3 separate regions of the Zea mays genome follow, and all the other regions are linked to region 1. A link is a contact called in public Hi-C data. All regions are on one chromosome and are shown on one strand. Each heading gives the region's core, a stretch centred on a gene start, on an enhancer-like site or on the middle of the called end of the contact. The rest is flanking DNA. Distances are from core to core; before and after follow the strand shown.

Evidence for each region. A called contact is a pair of places that touch in the nucleus more often than the background predicts.
Region 2: a Hi-C map of ear shows a contact between it and region 1, with 2.8 times the contacts expected there. The contact joins the promoter of LOC103636014 here to the promoter of LOC103636073 in region 1. A contact is called at or near these places in 6 of 25 Hi-C or Micro-C datasets (bundle sheath, ear, leaf and 3 more).
Region 3: a contact with region 1 is called in a Hi-C map of leaf mesophyll, with 3 times the contacts expected there. The contact joins the promoter of LOC103636002 here to the promoter of LOC103636073 in region 1. A contact is called at or near these places in 4 of 25 Hi-C or Micro-C datasets (endosperm, leaf, leaf mesophyll and 1 more).

Annotation. Positions count from the first base shown.
Region 1 is chr1:70,091,747-70,095,366 of Zm-B73-REFERENCE-NAM-5.0, forward strand. LOC103636073 (1-phosphatidylinositol-3-phosphate 5-kinase FAB1B) reads right to left here and starts at 2,004. Exons shown (of 12, transcript XM_008658432.3): 1 at 1,374-2,004; 2 at 195-861. The coding sequence starts at 793.
Region 2 is chr1:69,558,748-69,562,347 of Zm-B73-REFERENCE-NAM-5.0, forward strand. It overlaps LOC103636014 (pre-mRNA-processing factor 17), which reads left to right and starts at 1,323. Exons shown (of 2, transcript XM_008658381.3): 1 at 1,323-3,200. The coding sequence starts at 1,489.
Region 3 is chr1:69,489,821-69,493,652 of Zm-B73-REFERENCE-NAM-5.0, forward strand. LOC103636002 (vacuolar cation/proton exchanger 2) reads left to right here and starts at 1,766. Exons shown (of 11, transcript XM_008658374.3): 1 at 1,766-2,342; 2 at 2,575-2,645; 3 at 2,721-2,749; 4 at 2,872-3,068; 5 at 3,159-3,371; 6 at 3,827-3,832. The coding sequence starts at 2,064.

The DNA.
Region 1 (3,620 bases), core at 754-3,253:
GTTACATGACGAGGTAAGCATCGTCCAAGCATTTTGAACTTGTCAGCACGAAAAGTAGAGGTTAAACCAATACATCTCAGTATAACAACAATGTTATTCGTTTACTGAATGAAAAAATGATCAAAAGCAGAGCATGATATGTTGTACTTTAACTGGGTGATATATTATACCGTATGAGGTTTCAAACAGAATACCTGTTTGTGTAGTAGCCAAACTGAACTGAAGAGTCATCTTTGTTTGAAACAGTGGACATACATTTCTCAGGAGCATGAGTGTCTTGCATATTATGGGAGGTCTTGTCATGGCAACACTTTGGAGGACTAGTGCTGGTAACACAGCTCACATGCTGATAATTCCCATTAGAGTAAGAGCCTGCCGTTGTGGTAACACTATTGATGGTGATAGCTGACTTGGTGCTGAACAAACTCGTCTCAGACAGGGAAGGGGTGAGCACCGGCAGCACCGGTTTGAGGGAAGTGACTCTTTCTTGCTCCCATTGCTTGAAGCAGAAGTTGCAGACACGTATCCTGTCCCCCTCATCGACATTTCTGTCAGGGCCACTTGAAACTGGGATGGAGTTTGCAGTGCACTTACCACAGAAAATTCGCCCACAGCGACGACAATGATGTCTGCGGTTGAATATGGTGAATTGTGAATCACAGTCATAGCAAACTCGACAGCTGTGATCGGGCATCCAGAAGTCCCGGGAGACATTATCTGGGTTGGAGCGTCGCGGCAGCCATGATGTCAAAAGCTTAACTACGTCAGAAAACGTTTTATTTGGGTCCTCCATTGGCAGCTAAAACTGTACCACCTCAAAGAAACCTTCATACTTGCATCCTCATCTGATGCGACAGAAATCTAGAAAGAGATAAAGGCACTCGTTACAACGAACTAACCAACAAAAAGAAGCAGGAAAATTCAATGCACCCTGAACAAACATACAATTTTCCTTTGGATTCTCGCACCAGAAAGAATGGCCGTGTTCCATTTGCAGCATGAATTTCCTCAACAAATATTGCAATAGAATGACAGTACGATAAAATTAGTCGACAATCTCAAAACTGTGATGCATTTATACACTGCCCTATCCCCATCTGACATAATAATGAACTATATTGGACCAAAACCGGGCAAGTAGTTCGGTGTCAACATGGCAAGTCCTTCGCTAAATTTAAAAGCATAAAACAACGATAACGCTGGCACCTAAAGAACAGAGAAATAAAGCGTTGATGCTTGAGTTGAAAACCCAAGCATATATACACTATGTAACGCGGCCAAATAAATCAGTACCAAAGTACAAACGGCACGCCACTGTGTATTGTAGGCGATCAGCAAGATAGACGACGTAGTAATGTGGGCAGGGACAATACCTCAGAGCTCCTCCGAGATCGGTCAGAAGAGGAGCCGCGCGGCCCGCGGTGCGCATTGCATCGGAATCCGAGGAAGCGCGAGCAGGATCGGTCGAGCGACAGGCGCGCGCCGCTTGCTAATCGAGGCACCGCCACGGTCCACGGAGGAGGGGCCCAGAACTCCACCGCGCAAAGATCCCCGGTGTCAGAATCCTACGTCGCGCCCCGCACCCGTGTCGCAGCGAGGCAGCGGGGGCGGGGCGGCAGCGCCGCGCGCGCCGGGCATTTGGCGGCAGCGCCAAAGGGCACGCCCGGCGCGGTGCGGTCCGGTCCGATCGGGAGAGGAGAGGAGCCCGGTGGCGCGGGGCCGGGCAACGCCGGAGGAGGAGGAATCCAATCGGAGGAGCGGCAGAAGATCACAGACCTCGGCGGAGGAGCGGGAGGGAGGGAGCGCCGGGGTGGGAGGAGAGAGAAAAAAAGGCGAGTTTGTTTCTATTTTTATTATTTTGGCTGCTGCTCTTTTTTGTAGTATATACTGGATTATAATTTTCGTGGCTTTGGGATTGACCGGTGGAGCCGATAGGTGAGGAAGTCGCGGAGGGCCCGCAGAAGGCTCCTGGGAAAGCCTCGTCTTCCCTTCGTTCAAATTGACGTCAATACAATTTTTTTTTTGCGGTCCACATAAGTGCTTGATATGGCCAAATTTTTTTTATTTTGGTCCTTTTTTCAGAGAAATTTCACGTTTAAACTTAGACGACTTAATTTAATTTTTGGACCATTTACTCGGCTCCACAAGCTATGGCGTCAAGGTAACACCGCTCGACGCCACATCCTATGGCGCCGAGTCTAGGGCTGGGCATTCGGGTTTTTTTGGAACTTCGGTTCGGTTTTTCGGTTTTCAAAAACTTCGGTTTTTTAAATATTAGAAACCGATCGGTTTTCTAAAAAAATAAAAAACGATAAGTTCGGTTTCGGTTTTGGTAAAAAACGAACACCAAACTTATACTCAATAAGGGTACATGACAACACATTACACATAATTTTAAAAAGTAAAAATTATATAGGTATAAATATTTAAAAACATATCATACATCACATACAAATAAGTGAATAACAATTTGATTGCATTACACATTTAATTCACATAATCAAATAGTCAAAATTTTGAATTCATAAAGTTTGGTATTCGGTTTTTTGGTATTTCGGTTCGGTATACGATAAAAACCGATTACGATACCGAATACCGAAATTCTCAGATGTAAAAACCGAAATCGAACCGAACTTCAAAAAACCGAAATTTTGGCTCGGTTCGGTTTTCGGTTTACGATAAAAAATGCCCACCCCTAGCCGAGTCACGTGTCGCGCTGCCACAGCTCGGACGTCGTGGCGCCGACGTGACACCGAGCTCGGCGCAACATATCTTGGTGGCGAGCTCGATTGTATAAACCCGTGGCCGCTTCTCCTCCTCGCGCCCGTTGCAATTTCTTTTCGTTTTGCCGCCACTCTTTCCCCTCTGACGCCGTCATCTCGACGTGCGTCGCCGCCTCACCACCGCCAGCGCCCGCGACCACCCGTGCCGGCGCACCTTCCTCGCCTCCGGCAGCGCCGACCACTACCACTGGTCGGCCCTCCGCCCCGTCGCCAATGCGTGATAGGTGAGTATGTAGTTGTTGTTGTTTTCAAATTTTATATATCGTTAGTTCAAATTTTAGTCAAAATAAAGATTGTTGTTGTAGTTTTAGTTTAAAGATTGTTGATGTAGTTTTAGTTCAAATTTTAGCTTAAAGATTGTTGTGTAGTTGTATATAGTTAGTATATAGTTATTGATAGGTGCAAAGGTGTATGTCAGCCATCGTGTTGTTCTTCTATTGTTGTCGTTTTTGCAGGTTTTAGAAACCTCCTTGTACTATGTTGCTTTTTTCAGACAGGAGGCTATCCAACACTGCAAGTATCATGGATGAAATCGGCATGCTACGAAAGCTTAGAGAGTGTTGCTGCGGAAGCTGCAAATGGGGCTAGTGCGATGGATGGGAGTAGGGGCACAACCACCGTGGGCGCCTCGCTCGACACGAGCAACATTCTTTATGGCACTAGCATATTACGTCCGCGCCATCGATCATCCAGCACACATGATCTGGTATGTTTTAGTGTTAGTAACGTTATAGATTTCGATTGGCAATATTGGTTTGTTGTTTTGTTAGTGACACATTATAGACTTAGTTGTATTGTAGACTCATAGATCAACAAATAAGGTCATGACAAGTTACA
Region 2 (3,600 bases), core at 73-2,572, 530 kb before region 1:
AATTCACCGGACTGTCCGGTGTACCACCAGACTGTCCGGTGTACCAGTGGAGCAACAGCTATCTGCGCGCAACGGTCGACTCTGACGGATGAACAGTGCAACACAGTAACAAGGCAGAAGTCAGAGCAGCAGGTCAGAGAGGCACCGGACTGTCCGGCGTGACACCGGACTGTCCGGTGTCGACCAGCTCCAAGCTCTAACGATAGGGTGACGTGGCGGCGCACCAAACATTGTCCGGTGGCGCACCAGACTGCCTGGTGTGCCCATCGCCAGCAGCCTTCTCCAACGACTACATTTTGGTTGGTGGCTATAAATACCAACCCAACCGACCACTTCAAGGTGTGGGAGCCCAAACAACATTCCAAGTCATATATTTGACATATCCAAGCCCTCCCAACCACCTCTATTCATTGATCCATCCTATACACAATATTTGGACCACTACAACCAACACAAGTGCCACAAAAGAGAGATCAAGCAAAAGAAAGCTACTCGTGTGAGTTTAGCGCTAGTGCCTTATGAGATTCATTGAGAAAAGTGTGTGCTACATTTTGCATTCATTTGTGCGTGGAGTTTTGACTCCCATTAAACTTCCTCCAAAGTTTTGGAGGCTTGTAAAGCTAGCAAGAGACACCTAAGAGTGTGGTGATCCTTACGGGATCTTAAGTGATCCTTGAGAAGAAGAAGAGCTCGCCGGTCTTAGTGATCGGTGGAGAGAGGGAAAGGGTTGAAAGAGACCCGTCTTTAGTGGACTCCTCAACGGGGACCAGGCCTTCGAGGGTCGAACCTCGGTAAAACAAATCACCCGTGTCTCTTGTGTTTATTGCTTGTGATTTATTTGTTTCTCTCCCTTTCTAAGTTCTTTTGCACTAATCTTTGCTAATATTATTTTGTGTTGCTTCATGTTAAATTCTCATTTAGAGAAGCACCTCCTTGCAAGAAAGAACTTGTGTTTCTCCTCTTCTTATCTAAGCCCTCTTGCATTATTTTCAACCAATATTTCTTGTAGTATTGCTATTGATTAAATTCCGCACTCCTTGAGAACAATACTTGTTGCAAGCAAAGGACTTAGTTTTATACTTCGATAATTGTGAATCTTGTTCTAACCACTAATCAAGGGATTTAGTTTGTATTTAGAATTATAATTTTCAGGTTTCTCCTATCCACCCCCTCTAGACGACTTTCAGCAACCCTATTTTTCCAAGAGATTTCCATTTTTTCAAGGGAAATTAGTTCATTTTCCTTTGGAAAAATGAGAATCCCCTTAAAAAATAAAATTGCCAAACTAGCCCTAATAGAGCAAAAGCTCACTGGGTTTCGGGTACAAACCGGCCCATCTCACCCTGGAGCGGCCCATCTCGTTCGCTGTCGTCTCGTCTTCGCGAGCAGTCGCGGTGGCTGTGGCGGCGTCATCGTCATCACTCATCAGCGATTCCAAATACAAACTCCCACAGCTTCCACAGAAAACCCTAACACTAGATCCCCACCATGGATCTCCTCCAGTCCTCTTACGCGCCGGACGCCGCCTCGTCCCCGGAGGACTCGGCGGCCGCGTCCTCGCCGGAGTCCTCGCCGCTCCGCCTTCCGTCCAAGTCCGCCGCCCCCGCCGTCGACGACACCGCGCTCGCGCTCTCCTCCGCCGCGTCCGCCGCCCGCCCGCTCGACCCCTCGCTCCACCTCGTCGCCTTCAACCCCACCGCTGACCAGCTCTGGGCGCCCATCCTAGGGCCCCAGCACCCCCACGCCCCAATCTCCTCCGCCTCAGGCAATCGCAACCACAAGCTCGGCCACGTCGAGGACGCCGCGGTCCTGCCCTTCCTATTCGACGAGCAGTACAACACCTTCCACCGCTTCGGTTACGCTGCCGACCCCTCCGGCCTCCACATCGTCGGCGACGCCCATCCCCAGGCGCCTGAGCCCGACACCGTCTACAACCTCGCCCCCTCCGAGCACAAGCGCCGCCGCCTCCTGGCCAAGGCGGACAACCAGGAGGAGCCCGCCCCTCCGGAGGCCAAGAACCCCGCCTCCGAGGAATGGGTCCTCCACAACAAGCAGAGTCCCTGGGCTGGGAAGAAGGAAGCGCCTCCCGCGGAGCTCACCGACGAGCAGAGGCAGTATGCGGAGGCGCACGCTGCCAAGAAGGCCGAGAAGGAGGCTCGCGCCGAAGGAAAGAGCGAGAGGGCAGAGGTTGTGGTCAAGACCACCTTCCACGGCAAGGAGGAGAAGGACTACCAGGGACGCTCCTGGATCACGCCGCCCAAGGACGCCAAGGCCACCAACGACCACTGCTACATCCCAAAGAGGTGTGTCCACGAGTGGGTCGGCCACACCAAGGGGGTCTCGGCCATCAGGTTTTTTCCAAAGTATGGACATTTGCTGCTGTCTGCAAGTATGGATTGCAAGATTAAAATCTGGGATGTGCTTGGGTCACGGACATGTATGCGGACTTATATGGGGCACTCAAAGGCCGTAAGGGATATATCATTCTCTAATGATGGGACTAAATTCTTGAGTGCTGGGTATGACAGGAATATACAGTACTGGGATACTGAGACAGGGCAGGTGATCTCGACCTTCTCAACCGGGAAGGTCCCATATGTTGTGAAGCTCAATCCTGATGAGGATAAGCAGCATATTCTCCTTGCCGGAATGAGTGATAAAAAGATTGTGCAATGGGATATGAAGTCAGGGCAGATTACACAAGAGTATGATCAGCATTTAGGGGCTGTGAACACCATAACTTTTGTGGATAACAACAGGAGATTTGTGACCTCGAGTGATGACAAGTCTCTTCGTGTGTGGGAGTTTGGCATCCCTGTGGTGATTAAGTATATCAGTGAGCCGCACATGCACTCAATGCCATCAATTGCACTGCATCCCAACTCAAATTGGCTGGCAGCACAGAGCTTGGACAATCAGATACTGATATACAGCACCAAGGAGAGGTTTCAGCTTAATAAGAAGAAGAGATTTGCCGGACATATTGTGGCAGGTTATGCTTGTCAAGTGAACTTCTCACCTGATGGGAGGTTTGTGATGTCTGGTGATGGTGAGGGTAGCTGCTGGTTCTGGGACTGGAAAAGCTGCAGGAGATTTAAGACTTTGAGGTGCCACAACGGAGTTTGCATTGGATGTGAGTGGCATCCATTGGAAACTAGCAAGGTTGCAACCTGTGGATGGGATGGTGTAATTAAATACTGGTAAGTTGATCACACAACCATGCGTGCTCCTTTAAATCTGAACCACTGCTTTTAATTGCTTTGTAACCATTCAGAGCCTCAGGTCTTTCTTCTTGCTAAGAATAGTCTTTTCTGTTGAGTACAGTCTCACAGTGCATTTAGAGAATTGAGATTACTGACTTAATCTCATCCACATCTGCCTTGCAAAAGCTGTGCTGAGATTTTTATGAACTAACTATGGCATTTTATTATTTCATATTACAAGTTATGGTAAATATACACTCTTTTGTATTGTTTGATTTATATTTGTTTTGTTTGCCTCTCGCATTTACGAGGGATGGCTTGCGTTGGTTTATCCCTTCCCTAGACACCACTTATGTGTTATATTAGTTATATTTGCACAACAGTTCCTTTAGTTAGT
Region 3 (3,832 bases), core at 516-3,015, 600 kb before region 1:
TCATCCCTGGCGGCCGTGAACTGGGGCTAGGGCTCATCGAGCGCGTGTGTCGTGTGTGGTAGAGGCGATGAGAGGGGTGAAGGAAGCCCAGGAGAGCCGAGGAACACGCCAAGAAGCGTCGGCGATGAGATTTATGCTCTGTGAAGTCGTCGAGCCACCAAGGACGGGGGCGACGTGGGGGGTGGCGGCGCAGAGGCGAGGATTGGGGTGGCAGGAGCATGCGCATGCGTGGAGAAAGGTGGGCCCAGCGAGGATCGCAGGGCATGGACGGTGGCGTACCTGGAAGCACCGATGGAAGGGCGAGGAGTGCGGGGAAGAGACGTACCTGGACGGGCGCCGATGGAAGGGTGAGGAGTGGGGGTTAGGACCACGGAGGCGAGAATCGTGGAGGCGGGGAAGAATGATGCCTGTTCGAGCTCGGAGAGCGAGGTTTGCGCGAGCGAGGGCATGGTGTAGGAATCTGGACGCCCACTCTTGGCTCTTGCGGACGCGCGGTGGGGGAGGCGGCGAGGTGAAGCGGCGTTTTCTCCGTAAAAATTGACCGCGGAGATCCCTGGGGAGGCACCATGGATGGAAGGGCACCCTGGGAAGGCGGGATCGCGGGGGCAATAGAGTTGATTGCGGGGGCACTTGCAGCAACGACGCCATGGATGGAAGGGCACCCTGGGGAGGCGCGATTTCTCCGTAAAAATTGACCGCGGAGATCCCTGGGAAGGCGCCATGGATGGAAGGGTTTCCTGGGAAGGCGGGAGCACGCTGGCGATGGCAGGCGGGGGCAGAAAGGCAGAAAGCGGATGCGTGCGGGCGGGATGGCAGAACAGTGCACCATCCGCCTGTGGACGCCTACATTAGACACTTAAGTAGTAGTAGAGATATAAAAATTATGTTTAGGTATACGCTAGTTTGAAAACTCTAATTTATTTGGGATCTCTGTCTTTCTCAGAGTGAGCAATCCCAGGATTTGTCGTTTGAATAAGGCATTTAGATATTTAGTGCTAGTTTGGAAACCACATTTTACCAAGAGAAAATAGAAATCCCTTGGAAAAATTGGGTTCCTAAACTAGCCCTTATAGAAGTTTTTTTCCCGCTAGATTTATCTTTCCTTTTTTTCTAAACAAGGTTATATATTAGAAAAGCAAAAACAAGTCACCCTGCTGCTCTGCCTTTTGGAGCCGTACAACTTGCTCCTGAGCTAACATATGGAGTATACAAGTTGATGAGAGGCCATATGCATCAGTAACCACTTGCGAGCTGTTGGTACCGTACGGTGAAATGCATGCAGCACTTGAGAGCATTGGCCCTGGATCTATCCATCTCTCGGGATGTGCTTTGCTTGGATCTAATCCTTGACTGTTATCGTTGCCAAGGACTCGTATACTACCTTAATAGTTATATCATTGTCAGTCAGTCAGTCAGTCAGTCAGTCAGTCCGTCAGTCACCATCATCAGAGATACTCTCCCACAGCAGAGGGCATCGCCAATCATGTGCAGTAGTGTGACACCCTACACCCCCATGTGATGACCTGACCCCCTCCCAGCTTATAGATAGCTGAACTACAGTAATGGCTCTGTTCGACCTGAGTCATGGATCATTTTCACTTCTCAGTCCTCACCATCTGGACTGAAACCGCTACACAACCACAGGCCCCTCCCCCTCGCCACGTCATCGAGATACTTGGGTCCCGCGCACATACGGAAGCAGAACCCCCCGTGCTGGCCAGTGGGCCACCTTCTGCCCACGAACGAAGAGCGGCGCGATACGTGGGCCCAGCAAGATCAGGGCCCGCCCCGAAGCACCCAGGCACCTTCGTGCTCGTGCCGTGCCCGTGCCCGTGCCCGTGCCCGGCGCATCGGCGTCTCCTCTCCTCGCGCATTTCTCACTCGACCACCACTTCGGCACCGCAGCGTCCGAATCCCTCCGAACCCCGACCCAAGCGCGCTGTCCGGCGGTCCTCATCGAACCCGCCCTGATCCCTAGCGCTCGCGTGCTCCACTCTACCTACGGAGGGAGCCCGCCCAGCCGGCCGCCTCTGCGTTGGTCCTGGCCGCGGCCTCGCACGCAGATGATGGTGGCGGAGAAGCCGGCGCCGGGGGTGTTCCAGGTGCACGAGGCGGCGGACGACGAGCAGGAGCCGGCGTCGCCGTCGTCGCCACGGAAGATGCACTCGCTGGACTTCGAGCACATCGGCGCGCTCGCCGCCGTGGCCGAGTCGCTGGCGCCCGGGAGCAGGTGGCGGAGAGCGCTCACCAGCGCGCGCTTCGTCATCTTCCAGGCCAAGATCAACGTGCTGCTCCCCTTCGGCCCGCTCGCCATCGTGCTCCACTATCTCTCCGGAACGCACGTAAGAACCCCGGCCACGCACTTCGTTTCCAAATCTTCACAATCTTTTTCTTTTTCCTCTTTTTTTTTTCGCCAACCAAGTGCACGTACACTCTCTACTTTCGCGCGGCCGCGTTTGAATCTCTACTGACTACTGCCAACCTCGTCTTTGTTCCGCTGCATTAGTTGCCGTGCACATAAGCTGACCACACTTCACCTTCTCTGTTTGCTTCCATCAAATGCGAGCTCCACAGCAAGGATGGGTTTTCCTTTTCAGCTTAATCGGCATTACCCCGTTGGCCGAGAGACTGGGATACGCGACCGAGTAAGTGTCAGCAAGATGGTGACTTTAGCTCCCAGTTACTACTACTACTTATGCTAATTCCTCGATCGTTTGCAGGCAACTTGCTTGCTACACTGGCCCAACAGGTGTGTTCTTTGCTCCCATGCTGTGCTACATTTCCTAAACAAATATTAGCTTTAATTAACATCTGCTTAGTACTTACTATTTAGTAAAGATGTAAAACCTTTTCTTTTCCTTCTAATTGCAGTTGGGGGGCTACTGAATGCTACATTTGGAAATGCAACGGAAATGATTATATCAATATACGCACTGAAAAATGGGATGATTCGAGTCGTCCAGCAGTCACTACTAGGCTCAATACTGTCAAATATGCTGCTGGTTCTTGGCTGTGCTTTCTTTGCCGGCGGTCTTGTCCACTCCGACAGGGATCAGGTCTTCAACAAGGTAGTTTATTTAACAAAGTCTAGATTTCTTAAACACTTCTTCTATGATACACTTTGTGTAATTTCTATTGACTCGAATTTATCATTCCAGGCATCAGCTGTTGTAAACTCAGGACTACTGTTGATGGCTGTCTTAGGCCTTATGTTCCCAGCAGTGCTTCACTTCACGCATTCAGAAGCGCAGTATGGAAAATCCGAAGTAGCTCTTTCAAGGTTTAGTAGCTGCATCATGCTTGTGGCCTATGCTAGCTATCTGTTTTTTCAACTGAAGAGCCACCGCAGTATGTACAGCCCAATTGGTGATGTAAGTAGCTTAACATTAAATCTTGGCAAACATCGGAAACTGGAAAAAAATGCATGCATGAGGATATGTATTCATTGATTGTACAAAAAATAACCTGGGCCACTTCTCTGTGTAATAAAATAATTATATTTGTCCGGAACTATGCTTTGTTAGAAGTCTGGAATTCTGGATCAGGTTGACGTAGGTCAGCTGTAAAGCAGGGCACATGATAAATGTAATGCAGTTAGCAAGAAAGAATAGCAAACTATTTGGTTCTCCTGATTTTTCGTTTACTATGGACACATCCATTTACAGAATGCAATCATGGGAAATGTTTTAGTTAATATTTATCTAGGACATTTATAACTAGATCCTAGCAAGTGAGATCATCGAACATAAATATAATCATTTCATATATTACATTACGCTTTTGTGATATGCACACTTCAAATTCGAATTTCTACTTTTCACAACAGGAAGAA